Linked DNA regions of Mus musculus: regions 1 and 2 are each linked to region 3. Evidence: chromatin contacts called from public promoter capture Hi-C data. All regions are on one chromosome and are shown on one strand. Each heading gives the region's core, a stretch centred on a gene start, on an enhancer-like site or on the middle of the called end of the contact. The rest is flanking DNA. Distances are from core to core; before and after follow the strand shown. Region 1 holds the start of Isoc2b (isochorismatase domain containing 2b). Region 2 holds the start of Brsk1 (BR serine/threonine kinase 1). Region 3 holds the start of Leng1 (leukocyte receptor cluster (LRC) member 1).

Region 1 (3,380 bases), core at 136-2,635, 1.2 Mb before region 3:
CATGCATTCAGTGCCAAAGTGGCCAGAAGAAGGTGTCTGAGCCCCTGGAAGTAGAATTACAGGCGACTGTGAGCCTCCACCACTGTCTGGCTTGTTGTTTTTAATCTTTGTTCAGCTCATTTTGTTTTTGAGGCTCAGTTTCAGGATGCACTTGAGTTCACTGTTCTGGGGAGACCAACTTTGAACCTCTGCCGGTTGCCTTCCCAGTCCCATCCCATCCCCCATCTCTCCCACCCTCACCCCACCCCCATGCATACAGTGCTGGGCACTAAAGCGAAGGCTTTATTCATGCCAGGCAAGGACTCTGCCACCTGAGCTACAGTTCCAGCCTTATTTCTTTTTCTTTGTTCGACAGTGTCACACTCTGTGGCCCAGGCTAACCTGGAACTCTGTGTATATATATATCTCTCCCCCAAAAGATCCTCACCCACACTCAGCCTCCCAAGTGCTGGGTTTACAGTCCTCGTTAGCCACCATGCCTAGCCCTTTTCTCATAACTTCAAGGTGAAGAAATCCTCCTGTCTCCACTTCTGAGTACTTGGGGTCATGGGTATTAAGCCACCGTAATCAGCTTTTGTTTTCTTATTCATTGAACTCAAGGCCTCAGCTTCTAGAACGCTGGGATTACCGGCCCTGAGCCACCATACCAGGTTTATATATCTGGATGAAGTAATCCTCTCTCTCTTAACCCCCACTTCTAAGTACAGAGTCAGTTTTCTATATAGACCACCCAAGGAGACAAGTCCTGAATTCCTGGAGAAAAAGCTAACTGGCAAGCAGTGGGGGAAAATGTCTTACGAGGCTTGTTCTTTTGTTTTCTTAGTTTGACTTTCGGGTTTTCGAGACAGGACTTACTTCCGTGTTGTACTGGCTATTCTGGAATTCGCGTTGTAGAGTCAGAATTATGCCTGCCTCTGCCTCCTGAGTACTGGAACTAAACCATTAACTAAATCATCGGTTTATGATGATTACTGGAACTAAACATTTGCGCCACCATGCCCGGCTGTTGTTTTGGTTGACAGGGTCTCACCACGCAGTCCCGGCTAGTCTCGAACTGGCGATACTCGTGCTTCAGCCTTCCTAGAGCTAGGTTACAGAAAGCATCACCTCTCCCCGGTCGCCCCGGATGGAGTGGATGGTGCCATGAACCCTACACTAGCCAAGATTGAGCCTCTAGCTCTCTGGTCGTTCTTCACCCTCCTTCCGGGTTAGAAGCCGAGCTCTCAGCCAAGGCCCTCCCTCCGTGGATTTTCATTGGTCCTACCCTCTGTCTCTCCGCCTGCTCCAGTTTCTTCAGACCAATCGAATTAACAGGATGGAGTAGAACAGAGTGAGGCGAACGCCGATTGGTTGGCTCGGCGCGGGGGTGTAGACCCGCGGCTCTGACTACGTGTCTACAAAGGGCAAAAAGGAGGCCCAGTACGGGGTCAGTGGGAATCCAGCGGGGAAAAGGTCACGGGACTTCTTGGAAAAGGGGCCCGAACTCGAACCTGGGACCTTCGAGTAAGTCCGGTTCGTTACTTGCTGGCTGTTTGCAAACCCACCATCCCGTCATTCAGACCGGGAAACGGAAGCTTTGCAGGGTGTCGGGTTCGGGGGTTGGAATGGCATTCCATTTGGTCTCAGGATAGACCCGCGGGGAGAGTCCCCAACCCTCTCTAGAGACAAATTTTGCATCAACCCCGCCAGTGAGCTAACCCTGGAGAAAAAAAGAGACCCAGAGAGGAAGGGAAACTCACCCAGGGTCACACAGCCTGAAATTCCTGGTTCCAGGAGTTGTGGTCCCCGCTTCTCTCACAATTACGTGCTCCTCTGTATCGCTCTCCCTAAAGCATCGTGGATCCTCTCCCATCTGTGTCCCCAGTCCATCTCGATCAAATCTGGCGAACTGAGCCTGGCTGTCATGAAAGCCAGGCAAATCAAGTGCTCTCTACCACTGAACTCCATCCAGCCCCCTTGCTCATTTCCTTCACACTGTGCCTCCCAAAAATGGGTTCCCAAGCCAAGAACCCAGCCCTTGGGACATAAGCCTTAAAAACCTATGAGGGGAATAGAGAAGGGGGGGCGAGTAGACATGGCTCAGTGGCTAAGAACTCTGGTTTCTCTTGTAGAGGACCTGGGTTTGGTACTCAGCACCCAGACGGTGGTTTACAACCGTCTTTAAATCTAGTTTCAGGGGACCCGACTACCTCTTCCAGCCTCCACAGACACTACATGCATGTGGCTATGCAGTCTCAGGTCAAACACTCATATAATAAACCCAGTCCGGGCTGGAGAGATGGCTCAGCAGTTACGAGCAGTGGCTCCTCTTCCAGAATGGCTCACAACCATCTGTAATGGGATCTGCTGCCCTCTTCTGGCATGCAGGCATACATGTAGACAGAGCACTCATATACAGGGAATAGATAAATAAATATTTTTTTAAAATTAAAAGTAAATCTGATCAACACACACATTTGGGATCCAGAGAGAAATGACTCCTTCGCTTGTCTCTGACCTCCACATATGCCCCATGGCATGGATACCCTCTCCCATATAGAAACTAAATAAATAAATAGAAATTTTTAAGGAAAAAAAAATCTACATTTGCCATTCAGGGAGCACAGATGGGAGTTTGCCATACCGTTCTTGCGCTTTTCATTTCACTGGCGCACTTTTTATCTGTGTTGGAGACCTCCCTTGCAGGTTTGTTTGTTTGTGGGTTTTTGTTTGGTTTTTTTTTGTTTTTGTTTTGTTTTGTTTTTTAAATGTCTGTGTTGGAGACCTCCCTTGCAGTTGTTTTTGGCTACAAAGAATCCACAGTGAGAATTTGGCTGGCTGCAGTTTTTGTAATCCCAGCTACTCCTTCCGGAAGTTTCAGCAGGAGAATTGCTCGTTGAATTCCAGGTGCCCTTGGGCGATTTAGCAAGATTCTGTGGCAAACGGTGTTGAATCTGATCTCCAGTACTGCATGAATCACTTGTATGCTGATAAATTCTTGCACTAGGGTGTGGAGGCTAGAGGATCAGAAGTTCTAGGTCACCCCAAACCACAAAGTGGAAAACTTGAGAGAGAGAGAGAGAGGGAGAGGAAGAAAGAAGTATATGTATCTAATCACAGCTCAGTGACTCCATACCTAGAATCCCAGGATTTAAACAGCTCACACAGGAGGGTTGACGTGAGTCCCTGGCCAGCCTTGAGTCCATGAGAAGCTCTCTGCTCTACACAGTGGTTGAGAGTGGATATGATGCCATAGGTCATTAAACATTATTAGTGTCTGTTATGTAAGGCATTATGGGTCACCAGGTGGCCAGACTGCAAGTGTCTGTGGCCTAACTGGCTACATTTGGGAATTTGTGGCCCTTTATCACTAGAGCCCTGTCAAAGAGTCTTGTGATTAA
Region 2 (3,690 bases), core at 1,116-3,615, 1.0 Mb before region 3:
ATGTTCCTATACCCAAGGGAAGGACTAAGCATTCAGTGATCCAACCTAAAAGTTAAAAACAGTGTAGCTGAGGATGACCTTGACCTCTTGAGGATGACCTTGACCTTTGGACAGTGCGGCCTCAGCTTAACAGAGCTGGGATGATCCTTGAGGGCTGCCACAGGCTTATGCAGTGCTGGGGGCTGGACTCAGGGCCTCCTGCATTCCACAGGAGCACTCTAGCAACCGAGTTACATCGCTAGCCCGGAAGCTTGTGTCCTGTTTCTGGAGCGGTGTCTACACCATGGAGAGGGAGGACGGAGGGGCCGGGTGTCTATAAATACCTACAAATATTTCTTGTTCTCGTAGACGTCGTGGAGCTTGAGCACGTGCGGGTGTTCAATGAGCTTCAGGATGGCGATTTCCCTCTCCACCTGAGGGGCCAGGGATACAAGAGAAAGGGTCAGCATCACCTCCCGCCTTTCCTTCTGCGCCAAAGGACACTCTCGCTACACACACACACACACACACACACACACACACACACACACACACAAACACCCACCTTCATCAGCACCGATTCCGACAGCTTCTCCCTGTTCACGATCTTGACAGCGACCTTCTGACCCGTGATGCAGTGGACTCCAAGTTTAACTAGACCTGGAGATCGGATTTAAAATATGGGGTGTTCTGGAGTTCACCCTAGCTCTCAAGTTGTCAACACACCCCCATCCTCACTCCCAGCTTGGTTACCCATTTCTTCTATCCCGAATTTCTGCATTTGAACTGGTAGCCAACAGCTGCCATGCCTACAAAACACAACTCTTTCCTATGCACGTTGCCCACTTTTAGTCCTTCTGACTGTCTGCCCTTTGCCGATCCCCTCCACCAGCCTCTCCTGGCCTTTTATTCTGACTCTCTGGCCTTCTGGTATGTCTGCCCAACTTCATCTTTCTTTTCAGATTTCAGAAGCCCTATAATCTTACAAAACACACTCTCAATTTTTCTTCTTTCCCAAGCCTCCCCATACAAAGTGAGTTCCAAGACAGCCAAGGCTACACAGAGAAACCCTGTCTCGAAAAACCAAAAAAAAAAAAAAAAAAAAAAAAGCTGTCATGGTCAGAAAGCATGCGTATTCCCTGACCACTCCTCAGATCCAGAGCTCAGCTATGGAAGGTGCCTCTTCTCAGTCCCAGGAACCCAGATCTTACCCCTCCGTCCTTAGACCCAGTAGTCTTGGCCCCAGCCCTCGTCCCTCAGGCCCAGCAGTGCAGGTACATGGCCCCTTCTCCTTCCAAAGTTCAAGAATTGAGGTCAACAGCACGTCACACTCTTACTACCAGGATATAAAGGTCTGACCTCCCTTTCCTATCTCAGGCCTGGAACTCAACTTCATAGGGACCCAGAACCCACAGCCCAGAACACTGGAGGTCATCCCTCAGTTCACCTCGATCCCCTGCCTAGAAGAAGATGGTTGTGGCCACACTCAGCCTTTAGCATCAATCAAAGATAACTCTGCTTTCCAGGGCCACTTCTGGCTGGGAGCTTAGCTTTCTACAGTCCACCTCTCCATTCTATTTCCACACTGCAGAATGGAGAGAATGTAGTCGACCTCACACCCTAGGGCTCCAGCTTGCTGCACGGAGCGCAAGTGACCGCTTTTGAGCATAAGAGGGACAGGATAGCAGCCTCTCTCGGGATGGATGCACCTCCACCCAGCCTGCACCTCCACCCTGCCTGCGGCTGTACTGCAGCACCCGCCTGCCTCAGCTTGCAGAATCAGCCCAGGTCCCACACCCGTAATGGGCCTACTTCCCCACAGCTTCCTGAAGCCCCTCCAATATCTGCCCCAATAGGGTTATTTGAGCCACAGTAGTCCAGACCCCTACTTCTCCCTGGAACCCACAAGTCTCAGACCCCTGCCATCTCAAGGCCCCAACGTCAGACTCTACTCCGTACACCGTGGGCACTTGGAACTCAGGACCCAAGCCCCTTTTCTACGAGGGACCCAGGGGTCTGCCCTTTAAATATCCATGGTCCCGCCCTCTGCCCCTTCCAGCACCCCGCCCCCGCCCCAGGTGTCCGCTTAGGTTCTCACCTGTCTGTCCTTTGCCCAGCGTCTTCTCCAGGCGATAGGGGCCCACATATTGGGCGTGCTGGGGTGGGTGTGGGTGTGGGTGTGGGAGGTGGTAGGCGGGGGAGCCCCCGCCACCTTCCTTGGACCCGGACGACATGGTGCCCTTGGTCCCGGCCCGACCGGTCCCCCGGCCGCCCCCCCTGCGGCCCGTCGCCCCGTTCCTCCGGTGGGGGCCGGCGACACCTCCGTCCCGGCCCCCCCGGTTGCTCCCCACTTCTCCGGGGGTCCCCAGGGGGCTGGGCTGGCCCCCCCAGTCGGTGGGCCGCAGAGCTGGGGGAGGGGGGGCTGCCGGGGGGGTCAGGCCCCTGGAATCAGCATGGCGGGGGGGGCTGCGCGGCCCCCCCTCCCCAGCCCGTCCCTGGCCGGCCCCCCCCTTCCTGTGCCTCCCCCTGCAGGGGGGGTCTGAAGTGTGGGGCCGGCGGATGCTGCAGGCCGAGATCCCCCCCGCCCCCCCACGCGCCCTCTCTCCTCCGCCTCCTCCTCCTCTCCGCCTCCCCCCGCCACCTCGTCCTTTCTCTCCGGCACGCTGACATCACCATCCGGGGACTCCCGGCCCTTCCCCACAGTTAACCCTTTCGGAGGGGGAGGGGGAGTGGCAGGGGGCGGGCCTGGAAGCTGGACGGACGGGGAGGAGGTGGGAAGATGCTGGGATGTATGGATGGGTGGAGGGATGCTGGAGGAGAAGGATGCTGCAGGAGAGAGGGATGCCTGAAAGGATGGAGGGAAGGATGGAGAGAGATACAGAACCAGTATTAGACAAGCAGAGATGAAGACACAAAGAGAAGTCTGACATACATTAGTAGATGGGAAGATGCAGAATATCAGAGACAGGGTGGAGGAGTGAAGGAGGTAATAACGGAGCGGGGAGAATTAAGAGTTCAAGGCCATTATAGCTATAAAGTGTGTTTGAGGACAGCCTAGACTACGTGAGAACGCCCCCTCAACCCACCCCCTCAAAAAAGAGCTGAAAGGGGCAGACAGGGATAGGAGACAAACAACAGACAGGGATGAGGAGATAGAAATGCAAAGGAAGATGTAGAGCGAGGGGGACAAAGAGAAATAAGGACTGTCAAGGGTCCATATATTCACAGGAGGGAATGATGCTGGGCTTAGATGGGAACAGACTGTGGAGTGTGTGTGTGGGTGGTGGTGGTGGCAGAGGATAAAAGAGACAAAGATAGAAAAGGGAAGGACTTTGGGGAGTTGGAGACCTAAGTGTGATCTATTTCTCTATGTCCTCTAAGGTCAACACTGTGTACTCCTTGGGCTAATTCTATGTTCCCACCGTTATCAGGGCTCCACGTTCTGCTCTTGTTTTTTTTTTTTTTTAAGACAAAGTCCAGCTGACCTCAAACTATGTGGCTGAAGATGACCTTGAACTTCTGATCCTCCTGCTTCTGTCTCTCAAGTGTGAAATTACAGTCCTGGAGAGATGATTCAGCAGTTAGGAAGAGTAGGCTGCTTCCCAGGGACTGGGGATTTGCATTCTCAGCATCTATACAGTAGTTCATGGCTGTATGTAACTCCATCTGGTTTCCGGGGATCAAAGTACACGTGGTACACATATGCACAGA
Region 3 (3,478 bases), core at 740-3,239:
GATGTCCTAAGTTCAATTCCCAACAACCACATGAAGACTCACAACCATCTGTACAGCTACAGTGTACTCATATACATAAAATAAATGAATAAATCTTTTTTAAAATAAATATTTAAAAAATAAACATAAAATCAAGGAATGGGCTGGGTGGTAGAGTTAGGAAAGCCAAAAGGCAGCCTATGACTGTCCCACTCTGCCCTTCAGGATACTCTGTGGCCTCTGTCCTGGGGCACTGGGTCGTCTGTCGGGAACCCTGGAGTTCCAGGTGCCAGATGAGGTGCTGGGGCTCATCTATGCGCAGACCGTGGTCTGGGTGGGAAGCTTCTTCTGCCCTTTACTGCCTTTGATCAACACTGCTAAGTTCCTCATACTGTTCTGCCTGAAGAAGGTGAGTCTGAGGAGTAGCCTAGGGTCTGAGCTGACAGGTGTTGGAGGCTGTAGTCCTGGGCTAGAGAAAGGAGGACGGTTATCAGGGCCCTGATTACTATGCCCTGAGGATGGGAGGAGGGAGCTGGAAGTCAGAGTCCTATTGGCTCAGAGATCTGGTCCCAGCCCCCAAAGGAGGCCAAAGCTCCAAGATAAGAAACAGGGAAAAGCAAAGGATTGACTCTTGAGTCTTACACCTCCATTTCCTCGCCTCTCCCTACCAGATAACCCTCTTCTCCATCTACTCACCGGCTTCCCGCACCTTCCGAGCATCCACGGCAAACTTCTTTTTCCCCCTGGTTCTCCTTGTGGGTCTGGCGATCTCTGCAGTTCCCGTGCTTTACAGTATCTTCCTGTAAGTACGAGAGACTTCTGTTTGTTCTCACTCTAGCTCGACTTGACTGAATCCAGTGTGTCTCCCCCTACAGGATCCCACCTTCGAAACTGTGTGGCCCGTTCCGCGGGAAGCTGTCCATTTGGGCCCAGATCCCTGAGGCCATTGAGAGCCTCCCTCAGACTGCCCAGAATTTTCTCTACTTTCTGGGAACCCAAGCTTTTACTGTACCTCTTCTGATCCTCTCTAGGTGAGCAGTCAGACTTTGAATGTGTGTAATTTAGTGTTTGAAAGAGAAAGGAGTTTCTGGGCACCTGAGTGCTAGAGAGGTGGGCTGGGTGCCTATATACAACAGAGACGTGGGGCTGGCCGGGATGCCTATAAATCAAGAGCAGGAGAGTCGGAGTGTGAATGCTTAGGGTCTAAGAAAAGACATCTGGGTTTGGATTCCTGGTCTGAGGAAAGGAGGGCTAGGGTGTGGATTTATCGATTTGATGAAGGGGGAGGAGGTATGGAGCCTGAACCTCTAGTTTAACCTCTGGTTAAAGGGTCTGAACTTTTGGGTCTAAAGAGAGAGGATAAAGACTTGTGTTCAGAGTCTCAAAAAGGGTTTTAAGGGATTTGAGGATCCTGATATTGGTTTCTTTAATTTACTTATTCATTTAATTTTTATGTGTGTTGGTATTTGGACAGTGTGACTGTCTGTGTGAAGTAACGAACTTGAGTTACAATTGTAAGCTGCCATGTGGGGCTGGGAATTGAACCCCGGTCCTTTGGAAGTGCAGCCAGTGCTCCGGTTACGAGCCATCTCTCCAGCCTGGTTTCTAAGGAGCCATATGATGAAGATGATTGTTTTTCTAGAGTGATTTTCATTCCTGTCTTCCATAGCATCCTGATGATGTATACCGTAGCCCTGGCTAACTGTTACGGACGCCTCATCTCTGAGCTCAAACGCCAGATAGAGACGGTGAGCCAGGCTGATTTCCCCGGAAAGGGCTCTATGAGACTATGAAAGAAGAATGAAAAGGTGTGCTTCACTTTCGCTCCTTTTTGCCCGCAGGAAGTGCAGAATAAAGTCTTCCTGGCCCAGCGAGCTGTGGCTCTGAGCTCAAGGAATGGAACTTCCTGATAAGTCTGGCTGAACCTTCAGCCCCTCAGCTTCAGTGACTTCATATCAAGTGATGGGACTCTTTCATCTCTGGAACCAAATTCCCCGCCCTCTGCCACCCGAATGCTACACTCTCAATTGAACCGTATTAATAAACAACAGTCAAGGCCGCTTTGCGTTTTGAAACCCCGTTCTGAAGCCTCGGACGGGGTTTGGGGAGGGGCCAGGTCCAAATCGGCCTGAAGAGCTAGGTTATGTCTGCTTAAAGGAATAGACAGGCAACAGCCTCATCAAGCAGCGTCCGGGGGTGGAGCAACTCAGGTTACAAATGCTTAGGATTGGCTGAGATGGAAGGCTCTCAGCCAATAATCTCTAAACAAGGCTAGGATGGGACGTGACAATTGGCCCAGAACCAATGCACGAGCAAGGGTGGAACCATGGGGCGGGAGCATCCTCGAGCCAATCGGAAGTGCTGAAGAGTGGGCCTGACAGTCCGAGGTCGGCACTGGAGCCATGAATATCTTGCCGAAGAAGAGCTGGCACGTCCGGAACAAGGACAATGTTGCCCGCGTGCGGCGCGACGAGGCCCAGGCCCGGGAGGAGGAGAAGGAGCGGGAGCGGAGGGTGCTGCTCGCCCAGCAAGAGGTAAGCCTGGGGACCGCCCAGAAGCGCGGCGGGCCTAGCTATCACTCGGTGCCGGGAGCGGGTCTGTGTGTTCGACGATGTTTCTCTGAAAATCCTGTGCTAACTTCCAAGAAACCTTCCTAGATTTCCCCACTGGTGTTGAGGGACCAGAGACTAGCATACTGGAAGAGTTGGACAAATATTCTGATTACTTTATAGGTTGCCCGCACAAGTTAATTACTGATCACCCACTCTGTGTATGCTCCCTTCCTTCTGAGCGCTTGCTTTGAGAAATTCCCTCTTAGAACAACTTGGAGGGGTGCGGTCACCTTGCTCTGAGTACAACGGCTTCAGCAAGGAGGGCAAAGGGCGGACAAGCCGGGGTCCACTTCGTTGGGCATGTCTTTTCTCCCTCCCTCATTGCTTGCCAAGAAAAGAGCATCTGGAGGTTTTATTTGGAACAGGGTCTGTGTAGCCGTGGCTGTTATGGAACTGGCTACGTAGACCAGGCTGGTCTTGAACTCAGCTTGCCTGTTCCACTTGAACGCTAGTATTGAAGACCACACACACATCACAGACTCTAAGTTACTCGATTAGTTTGGTTTACACTTAAGTCCCTTGGCCAATCTGATCATGAATTAGTGTGGGCTTAAAAAAAAAAAAAAAAGCCGGGTAGTGGCGGTGGCGCACGCCTTTGATCCCAGCACCTGGGAGGCAGAGGCAGGTGGATTTCTGAGGCCAGCCTGGTCTACAAAGTGAGTTCCAGGACAGCCAGGGCTACACAGAAAAACCCTGTCTTAAAAAACAAAACAAAACAAAACAAACAAACAAAAAGGTGACGCTTGTAATTAATCCCAGATACTAAGGCTGCAGAAAGGGGAGAATTGTGAATCAGAGACCATCCCTATCTGGGGTCAGGTTGTACTTGGAGTGGTGACCTGGAGCCATACCTTGGATTTAGATCCTTTGTCCAGAAAGCAATATTT

The links. Promoter capture Hi-C pulls out the DNA fragments that hold promoters and counts their contacts.
Region 1: a contact with region 3 is called in a promoter capture Hi-C map of pre-B cells, with 6 times the contacts expected there. The contact joins the promoter of Isoc2b here to the promoter of Leng1 in region 3. A contact is called at or near these places in 8 of 39 promoter capture datasets (the C10 cell line, cranial neural crest, fetal liver and 5 more), 1 of 115 datasets of contacts at active chromatin or transcription factors (embryonic stem cells) and 1 of 9 other capture datasets (adipose tissue).
Region 2: a promoter capture Hi-C map of liver shows a contact between it and region 3, with 2.8 times the contacts expected there. The contact joins the promoter of Brsk1 here to the promoter of Leng1 in region 3. A contact is called at or near these places in 7 of 39 promoter capture datasets (cranial neural crest, frontonasal cranial neural crest, hematopoietic stem and progenitor cells and 3 more), 2 of 115 datasets of contacts at active chromatin or transcription factors (extraembryonic endoderm stem cells and stem cell-derived neural progenitor cells) and 1 of 9 other capture datasets (adipose tissue).

What each region holds. Positions count from the first base shown.
Region 1 is chr7:4,864,184-4,867,563 of GRCm38.p6, reverse strand. It overlaps Isoc2b (isochorismatase domain containing 2b), which reads left to right and starts at 1,385. Exons shown (of 6, transcript NM_026158.2): 1 at 1,385-1,503.
Region 2 is chr7:4,689,603-4,693,292 of GRCm38.p6, reverse strand. Brsk1 (BR serine/threonine kinase 1) reads right to left here and starts at 2,365. Exons shown (of 19, transcript NM_001003920.3): 1 at 2,078-2,365; 2 at 545-639; 3 at 328-413. The coding sequence starts at 2,213.
Region 3 is chr7:3,664,351-3,667,828 of GRCm38.p6, reverse strand. It overlaps Leng1 (leukocyte receptor cluster (LRC) member 1), which reads left to right and starts at 1,989. Exons shown (of 4, transcript NM_027203.3): 1 at 1,989-2,513. The coding sequence starts at 2,382. It overlaps Tmc4 (transmembrane channel-like gene family 4), which reads left to right. Exons shown (of 15, transcript NM_181820.2): 11 at 205-388; 12 at 651-781; 13 at 855-1,010; 14 at 1,649-1,727; 15 at 1,821-2,075. The coding sequence ends at 1,889.